2 separate regions of the Mus musculus genome follow, and region 1 is linked to region 2. The links are chromatin contacts, called in public HiChIP or PLAC-seq maps. All regions are on one chromosome and are shown on one strand. Each heading gives the region's core, a stretch centred on a gene start, on an enhancer-like site or on the middle of the called end of the contact. The rest is flanking DNA. Distances are from core to core; before and after follow the strand shown.

Evidence for each region. HiChIP or PLAC-seq counts read pairs in DNA pulled down with a chosen protein or histone mark.
Region 1: a CTCF HiChIP or PLAC-seq map of the NIH/3T3 cell line shows a contact between it and region 2, with 7 read pairs. The contact joins two enhancer-like sites.

What each region holds. Positions count from the first base shown.
Region 1 is chr12:9,852,484-9,859,173 of GRCm38.p6, reverse strand. No RefSeq gene overlaps it. Among named protein-coding and RNA genes, the nearest start is that of Gm22845, 9.6 kb to the left of the region's middle. Within about 2 kb of position 2,868, at least 38 of the 459 cell types and tissues checked have an H3K27ac peak or open chromatin away from gene starts, as enhancers often do. A contact at or near this core is called in the NIH/3T3 cell line, where this site is marked.
Region 2 is chr12:9,110,133-9,116,557 of GRCm38.p6, reverse strand. No RefSeq gene overlaps it. Among named protein-coding and RNA genes, the nearest start is that of Ttc32, 83 kb to the right of the region's middle. Within about 2 kb of position 2,762, at least 77 of the 459 cell types and tissues checked have an H3K27ac peak or open chromatin away from gene starts, as enhancers often do. A contact at or near this core is called in the NIH/3T3 cell line, where this site is marked.

The DNA.
Region 1 (6,690 bases), core at 1,619-4,118, 740 kb before region 2:
GGAAGGCAATGTGACTCTGTGATGTCTGTATTCTGCACCTAAGTGATAAGGGCTCTATATTGCATTTTGGCTGAGAAAGAAATGCAGAGACCCCAAGAAATTCTGAATTTCTGTGGACAGAGGAGGAAGAACAAATATCATTTACAAGGAGAGCACACAGCTAGAGCCAGTAAAGTTAGGTATTAGCCTTCCTAAGATGCACTACTAAAAGCTCTTGATGGCCAAGAGTATAGGGCACTCATCTCAATGGGAAAGACTTCTGAAAATGACCATGATTTAAAAGAAATGGCCCTTTGTGGAATTAGAGTTAGGTGGGTGTGAATCGCATCTTCCTGCTCAGTAACTATGAAAGTCCTTAAGCTTTTGCAGTTTACTCTTTGGTTTAATATAGATATCTGCACGGGATTTTTGTGCTAGTTAAATGAAACACAATATCAAAATTTTAAACAACATACTATGAGTTGAATAAATAATGTTGCTCATATTTTCTTGTCCTTACCAGGGTACAAAGCCATCCCTGTGTTTGGCCACATTTTTAATCCATGAAACCCTGGAAATTCAGATGCAATTAGAAACTTCGTCATATACAAATGAGGTGAACAGGAACATGAAACAGGTACTGTTCCCTAAGGAGAGATTAGAATGTGTTTGGATCTATACCACATAAGCCAAACCACCCTGCCCTAAAACCCTGGTACAAGCTTGCTATAGCCAGGACCCATGGGCAACTTGGATAGTGACCTCAGCCTCTCCTTGCAGATGAAACTTCTGGAAACACCATCAGCATCAGCATCAGCCTCAACCACAGGACATATTGGATCATGAGGCATCCCCGTCTTCTGGAGATGGGCTCCTATCCACTTTCAGGCAGAAGCTGCTTTTCCAAAAAAGCCCACTGCCTTTCCAAGAGTCTGGGCTGACACATTGGTAGACATATGGAGTCAGAGGTGTGGGTGGGTTGCACTTCCTTCAAACATGCAACTTCAAAGTCTCTGAGGGTGTCATCTGGCATGGAAACAAGTCAGGAACAAGTGGAACTCCACTGGAATTTCCAGTTATAAACGGTCCTATTCAGAGCTGTATGCTGAATTGCACAATAAGAGAACAAGGAGATGTTTCATACCATTGAAAGGCCTTGAGCACAGAATAAAGAGACACAACTTACACTGCTTTGTCTCTTGAGTTTTGAGGCCTGTTCTGTGTGACCCTAGGTTATAAAAATAAACAACAGTGCATTCTACCCCACCTTGGCAGAAGGCTTGCTTTGAAAGACTTACAGTTACTACATTCTAGGTAGAGTGTCCTTATAGGCTAAGGCATATGTTGAATTCAGGCACTGAAGAATCTGAAAATCGAAGAATATGAACTGAAAATTCTGTCGTGCTGGAGAGATGGCTCAGTGGTAGACTGTAGACTGCGCTTGTAGAGGCTCAGCGTGAAGGGCTATGGATCTACATGGGGTAGTCCACAGGAACCTTTACCTCTAGCTCAGTGACTGTAAGGGTGGTGGTAGTCAACACCTCTGGCCTCAGTATGTAGCTGCACTCTCATGTACATACACAGACATCTTGTTAAGAATTATAAAAATAGACAATAAAAAGTATAAAGCCCAACACTCATTAGCTATGCCCACTGCCTATGATTACATTTGAATCATTAACTGAATCCCTAATTAGCCCTGGACCATCCCCACCCATTTACCTTTCCTTTAATCAACTCACCCAGTGTTCTGTAGTAACTTGAGAGACCACCAATTTTGGGGATAATATTTAGAAAAAAATTCATAATTGTCCAAACTCAGAGTGCCATCTTATGCCAATCTGTCAGCATACAGGACAAGACAGATGAGTAAGAAGAACTTACATACATATCTCATGGAGTACTCTCCAGAGAAGTCTTCCATGATTAGAGGACAGAGACACAGAGAAGGTGTCTAAGATTCAGAACCAGCTAAGTACCAGCACTTATCCATCAGCCTCTTTTATATCACTCTTTCAGTTCTGTTTAAGCAACGTTGTTTCCAATACAATTCTCTTTCACCTTAGCAATAAAGTGATGCAAAATATCCTAGTGCACTAATGTGAATCAACTAGGCTATTCAGGATCCAAACAGAGATTTGTAGATATTACCCATAAAATAATTGAGACTATATACTAAGTACATACTCGTTGATCAATATCCAAAGATGATGATGTCCCAAGAACCTATTGTCTAATATTCTGTTTTTGATATGTAAAGTACACAGTATACATTTTTGGAAGTGCAAATGTAGATAGTACAGTGTAAAGTCTTTTCTTGTAACGCCCACTGTGTGTGTGTGTGTTAGTGTGTGTATGTGTTTGTGTGTGTTAGTGTTAGTGTATGTGTGTGTGTTTCTATATTAAGTACATGCATGTCCTGGTGCATATGTGGAAGTCTGAGGACAACTTGCAAGACTCAGCTCTTTCCCTCTTTCATGTAAGTTCCACATAACCAAACTCAAGTCATCAGGCTTGGCACCAAACCCCTTTATCCACTGGGCAATCCTACCAATTCACACTGTGCATTTTTGTATTGTAGGAATCATTCAAGTTTCCATAACACAATTTCCCCCAGACAAAAAGAGGAGATCTCTACTCACAAGCCAATTCACACTGGGAACACAAGGGTGCCAAGAAACTTCACAATGAAAGCTTGTGTTTGGGGTGTGTGTGTGTGTGTGTGTGTGTGTGTGTGTGCACGCGCGCGCGCGCACGCAAAGCAATGCAAATCCTAATCTAAGAGCATCACCATCCACTGGAAAGATGCCAGCCCCTCTCTCCTGTACATCCTCTGTGTGGATTAGTCACCAAGCTCCCAGTAACCACAATATGACCACTATGTAAGGAGGCTTTCTCCCTGAAACAATGCAGTTCTGTCTGATTGTCTTTGGGAGGCATTTACAGCTCGAGGACATAGCTCTGTTTTATTGAAAGTACTCAGTACTGACTTCTTAGAACATGGCTAAGCTCAGTTGGGCAATCACAGATGTTCCAGGGGGAGGTTCACATTCTTGCTATGGGGCACCCATCAGGGACACACACTGAAAGGTGAGGAAGTCTAAGCACAGCTCACAAGGCTCAGTGCAGGTGTGTTGACCTATTACTCAGACCAAATGCCACTTTCTCAGGTCATTGGTGGGATCTTCTCCTTAAAGGTTATACTAGGTGCATAATGGACGGAGTCTCCACTCTGTGTCAATAACTAATGAGATGAAATTGTGTCTATTCATCAACCTGGGTAGAGCCCTGGAATGTAGTAGCACTGCCCCGGGGACCACACTCCTGTGTACAGAACAAAGTTGTTATTTCTAGAAGAATGTGTCTGTTTCCCTGAGCCCTAGGCTTTCCCTATCCCCACCTCCATATCTAAGGATAGCAACCAAGTGTTCTTAAAATAATAAAAGACTGGCTGTGAGTCCTACAAAAAAAAAAAAAAACCTCAGGATTACAGTTTGTTTCTACTTGACTGAACAAGTCTCGGGCCACAGTACAGGAAAATCCTCCAACCACTATGCCCTGGCATCCTTTAGAATAATTGTCTTCCCTAAAACTTTGCTTCTGGGAGCTAGTCTTATGTAAGGTAGTGAAATTCATGGGGATTCTAAGATCTGGAGTTGAGCAATCTTACCTTGTCCTCTTTAGTAACTATCAAATGCAGGAGTGAGGGGGCCTCACTTCTGTGAACATGATTTTTGTTTCCCAGACTTCTTTCATTTAGTAACTGGCCACTCTCTCTTCCCTTCCTTACAGTTGGCAGCAGTGCAAGTGTAGGGGGCAAACTTAAGGTAGGAATAAACTCTGTTAATATCCATGTTCTGGACTTCTAGGTTGATACTGGGGAAAATGACATTTTATGAACCTATTAGAAGCACAGAAAGGAGATAATAAACAAAATTTGGGGGAAAAAAACTAGATTCTGGTTATAGCTCTGCCATCTATAGTGAGTGGCATGATGGCTCTTACCTACCAGCCCAGCCTCTGAGGACCTTCCTGATGATATCAATAACAGTTACCTCAAGAGTGGTAAGTATTTACAACTTAGAAAGTGGGACAAAGTATTTTACCTCACAACAGAGCATGGACAAGGACTTTTAAAAAAAGTCAGGTTTGGAAAAAGTCAAAGGACAGAATTCTAATTATATGATTTGAAAAAAAGTACTATGTAGCTAAAAGGTCTTTAGGAAAGTGAACTTAAGAAATTCTGAGTCAGGTCACTTAGTTGGGTTCCTATTTTGACAGACTTTTTAAATTACATTATCATAAATTTCTGAAAGATGTAAGATATAGCAGTTTCCAAGTCCATCAGACCATTGACCTTTTTCACAAGAGCATCCAATGACAGAAAAGAGGCTGGGGATGTGGTTCAGTGATAAATTGCCTGCCAGACAGGAGTTTCTCAGTATGATCCCAAGAATCTTTCAAAAGGTGCAGGCAGTTGGGAGAAATAATTGCTCTTAGGGAAAAGCTTTCTGATGAGCCCACCATGATGTTTTGGGGCCTGCACATATGCTCCCTTCCCCTGCAACCCTTGACATTGACTTTAGCTAATCATCATCATGCATTTTCAGCTAAGCTGCCTTGAAACTAAATATCGATAATGAAGAACTAGCTGCATCCCAAAAGTCTTCTCCCATCAACGTCTAAAGCCTTTTGCAGTGATAGCATATGAGCATTAACCACTGGGTATGACTCACATCAAGGATGCTAAAGTAAAGGAGTCCACAGCTTAAAACTCTCCCACAAGCACTAGACAGCAAGCCAGAGAAATGATCTCCATTGTGTTTAGAGGGATGGACACACCTGGGTATCCATGTATAGTCTTGTTTCTCAGAGAAACAGAAAATAATTCAGGGGAAAAAATAGGAACATCTTGTCTAAAATGACCCAGAGTCTAACAGCTGGTCAAAATAGGCATTGGTGAAAGATATCCCTTTATGCTTGTTTTTGTAACTATGAGCAGGTGTTTGCAATTAGCCCTTAATAGAACTTTGGAGCCTCTCTTCCAGTGCTAAATGATATCTGGCAATAGCATTTCCTCAGCATCCTAGAGGAAGAGTTTCCTTTGTTTTAGGTAGTTTGGCTTCTCTGGGCGTAAGATGGTATTAGCTAACCTGTTGGCACCATCAGAGAAAACACCTTATTGTCTATGGTGCTACATAAGCAGCTATTAGTGGCTAAGCAGCTCAAGGAGGTTCCATCTAAGCCAACTGAAAGCATGGTTCCACTTAGATCAGTGGTCCTAGGGCATTTCCTAGACTTTGTCCTCCACAGCAACTTGTCTGTGTCCACCAGATTCTAAGGTCATCCCTATAAACATCTATGCATAAGGAAAAGACAGTAATGATACTCCAGAGGAAATACATGTGGTTTTCCCTAGCACTTACTAGAAAGTTTAAAACACTAAGCATCTGAAAGAGAGCTATGTTTCCTCTTTGAAGTATTGATTCAAAAGGAATCACTCAAGTCTCCTATGCGAGAGGATTAGGAACTTATTCATGCCCATGAGGAGTCTTCAGCATGTGGGAGAGGTGATTTGGGAAACTCATACAATGAACTCAGAGAAGATCCAAGGGGTGTCAATAGCCTTGAGAGACAGTCTGAGCCAAGTCAGAGGGAAGGCTTCACTAGGAGGTATTCACAGAAGATGAAACAATTGACCAAGCAAAGAAAGAGAGAAGAGAGAGATTTCCCAGACTAGTAGATGAATATCCTTCTCCAGGTGTGGCCCCCTTCCTCTCACTACAGAATCTACTATTAGATTCAGCTGTGTTTAACTGAATTTATTATACCTTCAATGTCGCTCTTGTGTATTCATGGAGTCTCAGGATTAGAACATGTATATCTCTGTAGAGTAGGTAAGGAGATCATTCTGGCTGTGATACCATCTATAGTCTGAGATTTATCTACCTACAATATCAGTTGGATTTGAAAAATTCTCAAAAACGTGTCTAGCTCTGACCATGACTATATATGTATATGATATGTGTGTGTGTCTGTGTATGTCCATAAACCAGTCTGATAATCCAGGCCTGCAGCTCACATGATTATCCATTTAGAAGTGACCTAACAATAAAGGTGGCCTTGTCTTACTGCCCAGGCATGTACAACCCTACCAGCAATTCTACTTAGTGCTGACCTGCACAGACTCTAGAAACCTAGCCATCTGCACTTGGAACAATGAAGTCAGGAGATCTCTTTCTCAAAAGTGTTGTTAACTGTATTCTGAAAGCCAATATGTCTCCCGCCAGAAAGAATCGTCGAGATCACAATATAGCGCATTTTTAACTTTTTTTCTTAACTAGATACATTTAAAAGTTCATTTAAATGTACTCAAATCATTATAATAAATATGAGGACAAGCTGAAAACTAGAAGCACAAAATGAAACTGAGTTAGCAGTGATTCTCATTGGAAAGATTCCTAATGTCCAAGCATCATGGGAGAAAGGAAGTGGGGAGAGGAAAATAGCATAGCACAATGGGGAATTTTATCTAAAAAGAAATTCCAACGTGATAGACTGAGACCAGGAGTATACGTTTTTGCTCTGGTCCTTGAACTACATGTTGTGTTTTTGGGTTTTCTTTTCCTAAAATAGAAGTGGTGATAAATTGGGGTGAGATCCTTTAGGATAAACATTCTTTAAAGGAAGGGAGGCAAATGCTTCTCTCTC
Region 2 (6,425 bases), core at 1,513-4,012:
GAGCTACACCATTTGAACTTGTTCTAGCCCCCAAAGGTATCTAATTTTCCACAGATGTTGCAGACTGACCTCTTTCCTCTCTGGCCTCTAAGTCAGTGAATCTCCATATTAGTGATATGTTTTATAATAAAATATCGGTTATATATGTAAAAGCATGTCTGCCTTATGCCTGGCAAAAGCATGAGGCAGGAAAGGTTCATGTTGGCTCACAGTTCTAAGTATATCATCATGGCAGAAAAATATAGAAACCATGGCAGTCTGGTTTTTAGAACATGACTTAGCTGGTTACATTACAGCCACAGTCAGGAAGCAGAAACCAAAGTTCATCTGACTCCCTCTGTTTTCCCCTTTTTAGATGGTCCAGTCTAACAGCCCATGGACCTGTGCTGCCTACATTCATGGAAGCTCACCTCTCCTCAGCTAAACCTCTTTGTAAATGCCCTCACAGGCACGCCCAGAGGTATGTCCCATGGGTAATTCCCAGCCCAGTTGAGCTTACACTGAAGACCATTCATCACATGAAGCCTCGTTCTCATGACAAACCAAAGGTGTACTATTCGAAATAGGAATGGTTCTGGACCAAAACCACATTATTCAGCCCCCTTTCTCTGAGGATCCAAGGAAAGGATCCTAATCCAACATTCCCTGCTCTGATTACCTGGGAGCTGTGATCTTAAATGGCCCAGACATTTACAGGAGCTCAATTCCATACCAGATACCATTTATAAGCAGGCAGGAAGCCATTGACTGAACTACTTTCCTGACTCATGAGCATCCCCAACCAACAAGACAAAGACCATTCCTACACTTCAATAAAAACCAACATCACACAGAAAGCTGTAATGGAAAGAATCACAGGTGAGCCAGTGGTGCTGTATTGGAGCAGTGTGCATTGGAAATCATGGGAGATAAGTCATGAGAAAGGAGGGCAGCAGACATGCCAGGGGAAACCCCTGTAGCCCTAAGGTAGAGAAAAGCATAATACAGGGAGCTACCCTGGTCCATCTGAGGAGCTCTTAGAAAGGCAAGACAAGATGTAGGGCTACTAAAAGTCTATACCTATAGGTACAGCGATCAATAGAGCCGTGGCACACATCCCTCTGATGGGAAGGAGGTATCCTAGCTTATTCAGATCTAGAGAAGGCTGGGAGGCTCTCCGCTTTTCCTACTGTATCCCTTTCTCAAGTCTCTTGCTTGAGATACTTGTTCGTCAACACAAATGTCCTTGCTCAGCTCTGGAGATAACAGGGACCTCAAGCAGAGTGTCCTCTGGAAATCCCCTGCACATTTAGACACACATATTCTGGGGAAGTAAGTACCCAGCAGCCCTTAGAAGCCTACTCATGCTTCCATTTGATGCTAAGTAAATGTTCCAGCCTGGCCAGAGGGCTACCACCCCAAGCTGAGAGTTTTATAGGATAGTCTCTAAACTTACTATGTGGCAGTCAGGGCCACAGCATGTCCCATCTGCAGAGGTCTACTGGACCCTGCTTCTCCAACAGCCACAGTGCCCTTGCCCCAAGACAGGTAAAGGACCTGACACACAGCTTGGGGTCCTGAGTTTGAACCTCATCACTTACATAGAAATCCAGGTGTGATGGTGCACATTTGTAATCCCTTCTCTGGGGTTTCCTGGCCAGCCAAGCTAGCTAATCATTGAATTCCTGATCCTGGGGACATCTCCTGTCTCAGGAAAAGGGGTACAGTTTCAGAGGAAAACATCTTGCGATTGACCTCTGGCTTCCATACATAAGTACATACATACATACATACATACATACATACATACATTAAATACATACATAGTATATGTATGCACCTAAACACATGCATGCACACACATAGACAAAAATAAAACATAGGCATGCAACCTGAGTAAAGTGCTTGCTAATTAAAGTGCTTTTGGCAAATAATTCTCTCACAAATGACTAAGACAACAGGGAACAATGGAAAGAGAGTCTCGCACTTGGCTCCTGACTCTGGCAGTAACAGCATGTGACCTCAGGTAAATGGCTCACTCTCCTATCTAACTATGTGATATCCTGCATTTATTATTTTTTGCCTGGTATCACAATGTGCTTTCACATAATCTCTCTTACTCAGTTTAGCACCACCTACAACCCTACGAGGTGACTGCCTTCCTTATTTTGCTGGATCAAAAAGGTCTGTCTCAATATCTAAGACACATGGCCATGAAGAGATGGAGTCTGGCTGGTCTCCCTGCCCTATGTCCTTGCAGTGTATTTTGGGAAAGACATCCTTTCATCAAGACTGCCCAGATATTGAGCAATCACAGGGCTTGCTTCCTCTTGTCTCTTAGGCATACTGTTTTGTGAATCCTGATTCTCTGCACTCTAGATTCATTACTCTGGGTAACTAAAAGGAAAGGCTGCCTTTCAGGTCCAGACCCATGCAAAGTCCTTAAAAGAGAACATTTACTTCACCCCCCAGCTCTGCCAGACCAAATACCACCCCTAACATGTCCCACAAAGATTATAAAATAAAGGGGTTCCCTTTATTGTGGTGACTGTGGGGCATGGTTAGAATTAGACAGTGACGCAGAAGATTTGGTCTAGAAAATGGACAGAAGGGGCCATATCAACCCTGACAATTGTGGCTTTACAACACACTCTCTCATGTCCCAAGACAGGGTGACAGAAGAGCACAGCTGCCGTCCGCTGAGCAACGTGCCATGTGGCTCGGCAGCTTGCTGGGCCTGCTGCCCACCAGGCCTCGTGGTCAGTGCTGACTCACAGGAGGTGGGCTGAGGGGACAGCCTGGCCCAGGTCTCAGCACTTCTGACTCACCATCTCCTCCTGGACCACTATACAACATCCCTCCTCCCAGAAACAACATCCATCTATTTTTTTTTTTTTTTTTTTTTAGCTGACAGAAGAGCTTTTTCTTGTTCTTGGGGTTGTAAACTGATCATCAAATGTTCCACAACTTTTTTCTAAGAAGTGTGCCATGTGGGAAAGTTAAAAACAAGCTATTTGGGGGCCTGAGCCCAGCTTTAACTCATATGCAGCCTTGGTCTCTTCTCAGGGTACCCACTGGGAAAGCACTAAAGGCAAAGTTGTTTTAGAAAACACGGAACAAAGTGAGCACAGGTTGAGCGACCAGATCTGCTCAAATGATTATTTCATAATTAATATAGATCCAATTGGCAGGCAGAGGTAAATAATCCACATGGGTTTCTCTAATTCTTACACTATCTCCTTGTATCAGAATTATTTCCGAATTTAGCACTATAGAAACTGGGGGTCCAAGAGGTTAAGCAACTTGCCTACAGTTCAATTTGGGAGCTGAGATCCAAGCTCAGCTTCATCTAGCATCAAAGCATCTATACAGTGACTAAGTCACCCAGCTGCGGTACTTTCAGTCCCAGTAGCAGCAAACTGAGAGCTGTCTGCCTTCCCACAACTCACATACTACAGTGGGTTCCTGATTATGCCAGCATTTGGCTGCTCAGCGTTCCCTAGTCTCCATGTCTCTGAGCAAGCCTCCACTTCTACCTTACCTTCCACTTTCCAGGCCCAAGGATAAAGCCCCTGGCTGGATCTCCGAGGGAAGGTAAGCCATGAAGAGAAGTTTCCGCAGACTTTGCCTATCTGACCAGGTCTGACATGGCATCCTAGAAATAACCAGCCTCTAGCAGTCTGTGCAAGACTCCAATTCTAGATCCTCTAGGGAAACTCATCTGGGAACAGAGCAAACCAGCTCTCAAAGGCCCCTGCTTGACACAATTGGTGGCTCTCAGGTTTGAGTCTGTTCATCTGCCTACATGCTAATGGTGACCTGCAAGGGAGTCATCCTGAGGCAGACCAGATGCAGAGGGCTCATATTGTTGTATACTGTGATGGCTCCATTCGTGCGCTATGCCTGTAGGCTGACCTGGGGCTGTACAAATAGGTCCAATTGTCCTTTGCCTTGTTTTGGCCAATAGAAGGTACTAGGACTAGACATATAAACAGGATGTAGCTGCTAGCTGGGAGCTTTACCAATAGACCCTGCTCTCCCCAGGCAGAGTCTCCCAAGCATCACAGACACAGGACAGACACAGCTGCAGCTATTGCTCAGCATCCGTCCCTGACTCACTGTGGCTCATGGTGCTGCTTTTATTCACAGCTCTGGACCTTCTTGGGCTTGAAGAAGACTCTCTTTGTTATATTCTCTTGGATTGTTGCCACTGTATCTTGCAAATTCCCTAAATTCCTTTAGGGTTAAATAAGACAATGTGTATTGGGTATAGAGAAGTATGGTAAGTGAAGGCTTCGTCTAGGACATGTCCTTGCCTTTTATCACCAAAGCCTTTTTAAATCCCTCACTTAGTGCACTATTTATTCAGATTAGTAGATACTGGGTGGGGAGATGGTTCATTCGATTCAGTGCTCTCCACATAAGCATGAGTTTGGTTCCCAGCACCTACACAAAAGTCAAACATGGTGATGCCCGCTTGTCATCTCCAGTGCTGAGAATGTCTACAAGGGTGTGTCACTGGTCAGTCGGCACAAAGTAATCAGCAAGCCCAGGTCCTAGTGAAAGGTTTTCTCTTTTTAAAAAGTTTACAACTCCTGTCAACTGGATAGGTGAGAGCCCTTGATGAACAACACACAAGATTATCCCTGACCTCCATATGCTTTTACAGGTGTGTATGTGACCCCACCCACACATACACCCACATCTCCATGTAGCAAACATACATACATACATACATACATACATACATACATATACATGTACACAGCGGGAGAGGAAGATTTTAAAGACTAAATAAAAACAGTTACATATAACTTAGAAGTACCCATGCTCCTTCTAGCCTTCAATTCCCTGGCAGCAGATTAGAAACACTAATGAGAAAGGCATTCCCAGAGCCCATAGGTGCACACATGAGCATTCAGTAGCCTCTCCAGGTCAACTCATGACCCAAAGCAATGTATTGCAGAGAGCACGTATTGGGCTTACATGAAAACTTTTCACTGAAAGTCATTCTCTTCTCTGTCAGCAACAGAACTTATTTGCTTTTAGTTTATACAAACTTATCCTTGATGGGATTGAGGAATATGGCCAAGGCCCACCCCACACACACACACTCAAAGAGAACTCAGAAAGCAAACAGCAGTGAAGCAAGAGCTACAAAAACATGGGGGTGACTATAGAATTTTCTGGAACTCCCAAGAATACTTCCTGGAGGACTAAGCATCCACAGTGACACTGTAAGGAAGGAAGGATCTCAGTTCATGAACAGGACAGATGAGAGCATCTCAGACACTGGGTACCACACATGTGGAGGTATAGAGGCAGAAGAGAGGTTGAGGTACCCTGGGTGCCATAGATGGGATGTCATGACAGGAGCTTGGATGGGTGCTAATAGACATTAAGACTGAGAAGGTCACCATGGCCTACAGACATTCTTAGAATTAAAAAGAAATGCAAAAATGCATGTGCTGAGTTATAAATGATCAATTGTACTATAAAAACAAAATAGAATTCATAATGGCAAAACAAAACATGACCGGCTCACTTCTGGGTTCACACTGACACTTTAGAAAAAAAGTTGAAAAGAAAGTGAGTGTCATATATTTCGAAGTTGTTTAAGTAACTGTTGAGTACATACACTCTGTAAATTAGTGTATATTCATGCTAGAGTCTATGCAGAAAGAGCTTCTAGAAATGGAGATAAAGGAGGACAGATGGATGGATGGATGGATGGATGGATGGATGGATGGATGGATGGATGGATGATTTACAGAAGAAAGGCAGAAAGGAAGGAAGGAATTTACAGATAAATAACAGTTAGACTTAAAGCATATAGATGTTCTTGGTGCTTCTTTCTAACTTGATAGTTTCTGCCCATTCCATGGGGGGAAAAAAAGGAAAAAAAGAAAGAAATTGGAAAGTGTCTAACTAAGCTGAGGCCAAGCTTTAAAGTCCTGGGCCTTGAGAACATCCTGTGCTGACCTACAAGCAGCCCACAAATAGTGGGAGAGCAATCCAGTGTGCCCGTCCTTGCCTCTTCTTGGTTTCACTCCCCTGGACAACGTGCAGGTCACATGTGGGAATCCTGTGAGAGAACAGCACTCTGGGGAACAACAGAGACTGTAAATTCCAAGGAACATTTCAACCAATAGAAAAAAAAAAACTCTTGCACTTCTGTCGACCACAAATGGTTCCAAGGAAAGTCTGGGTCAGTTTTCAAACCTGGCGATACCTTCATGGTAGAAGGACAGCCACGAAAAAGCCAATTTTCCTCTGCCACTTTCCCAAAGGAAAGAACCCGGGCTGCTCCAGTTGCGTTTTCCCTACCTGTGGTTTTATGGTTAAGCCAAGTCAATAAACTGAAATGTAGCTTCGGTTCGGATGATTCGCAAGGAGGAAAGCAGCAATTTTGCCTTCAAAGAGACAGAGCCCTGAGCCAGGAAATG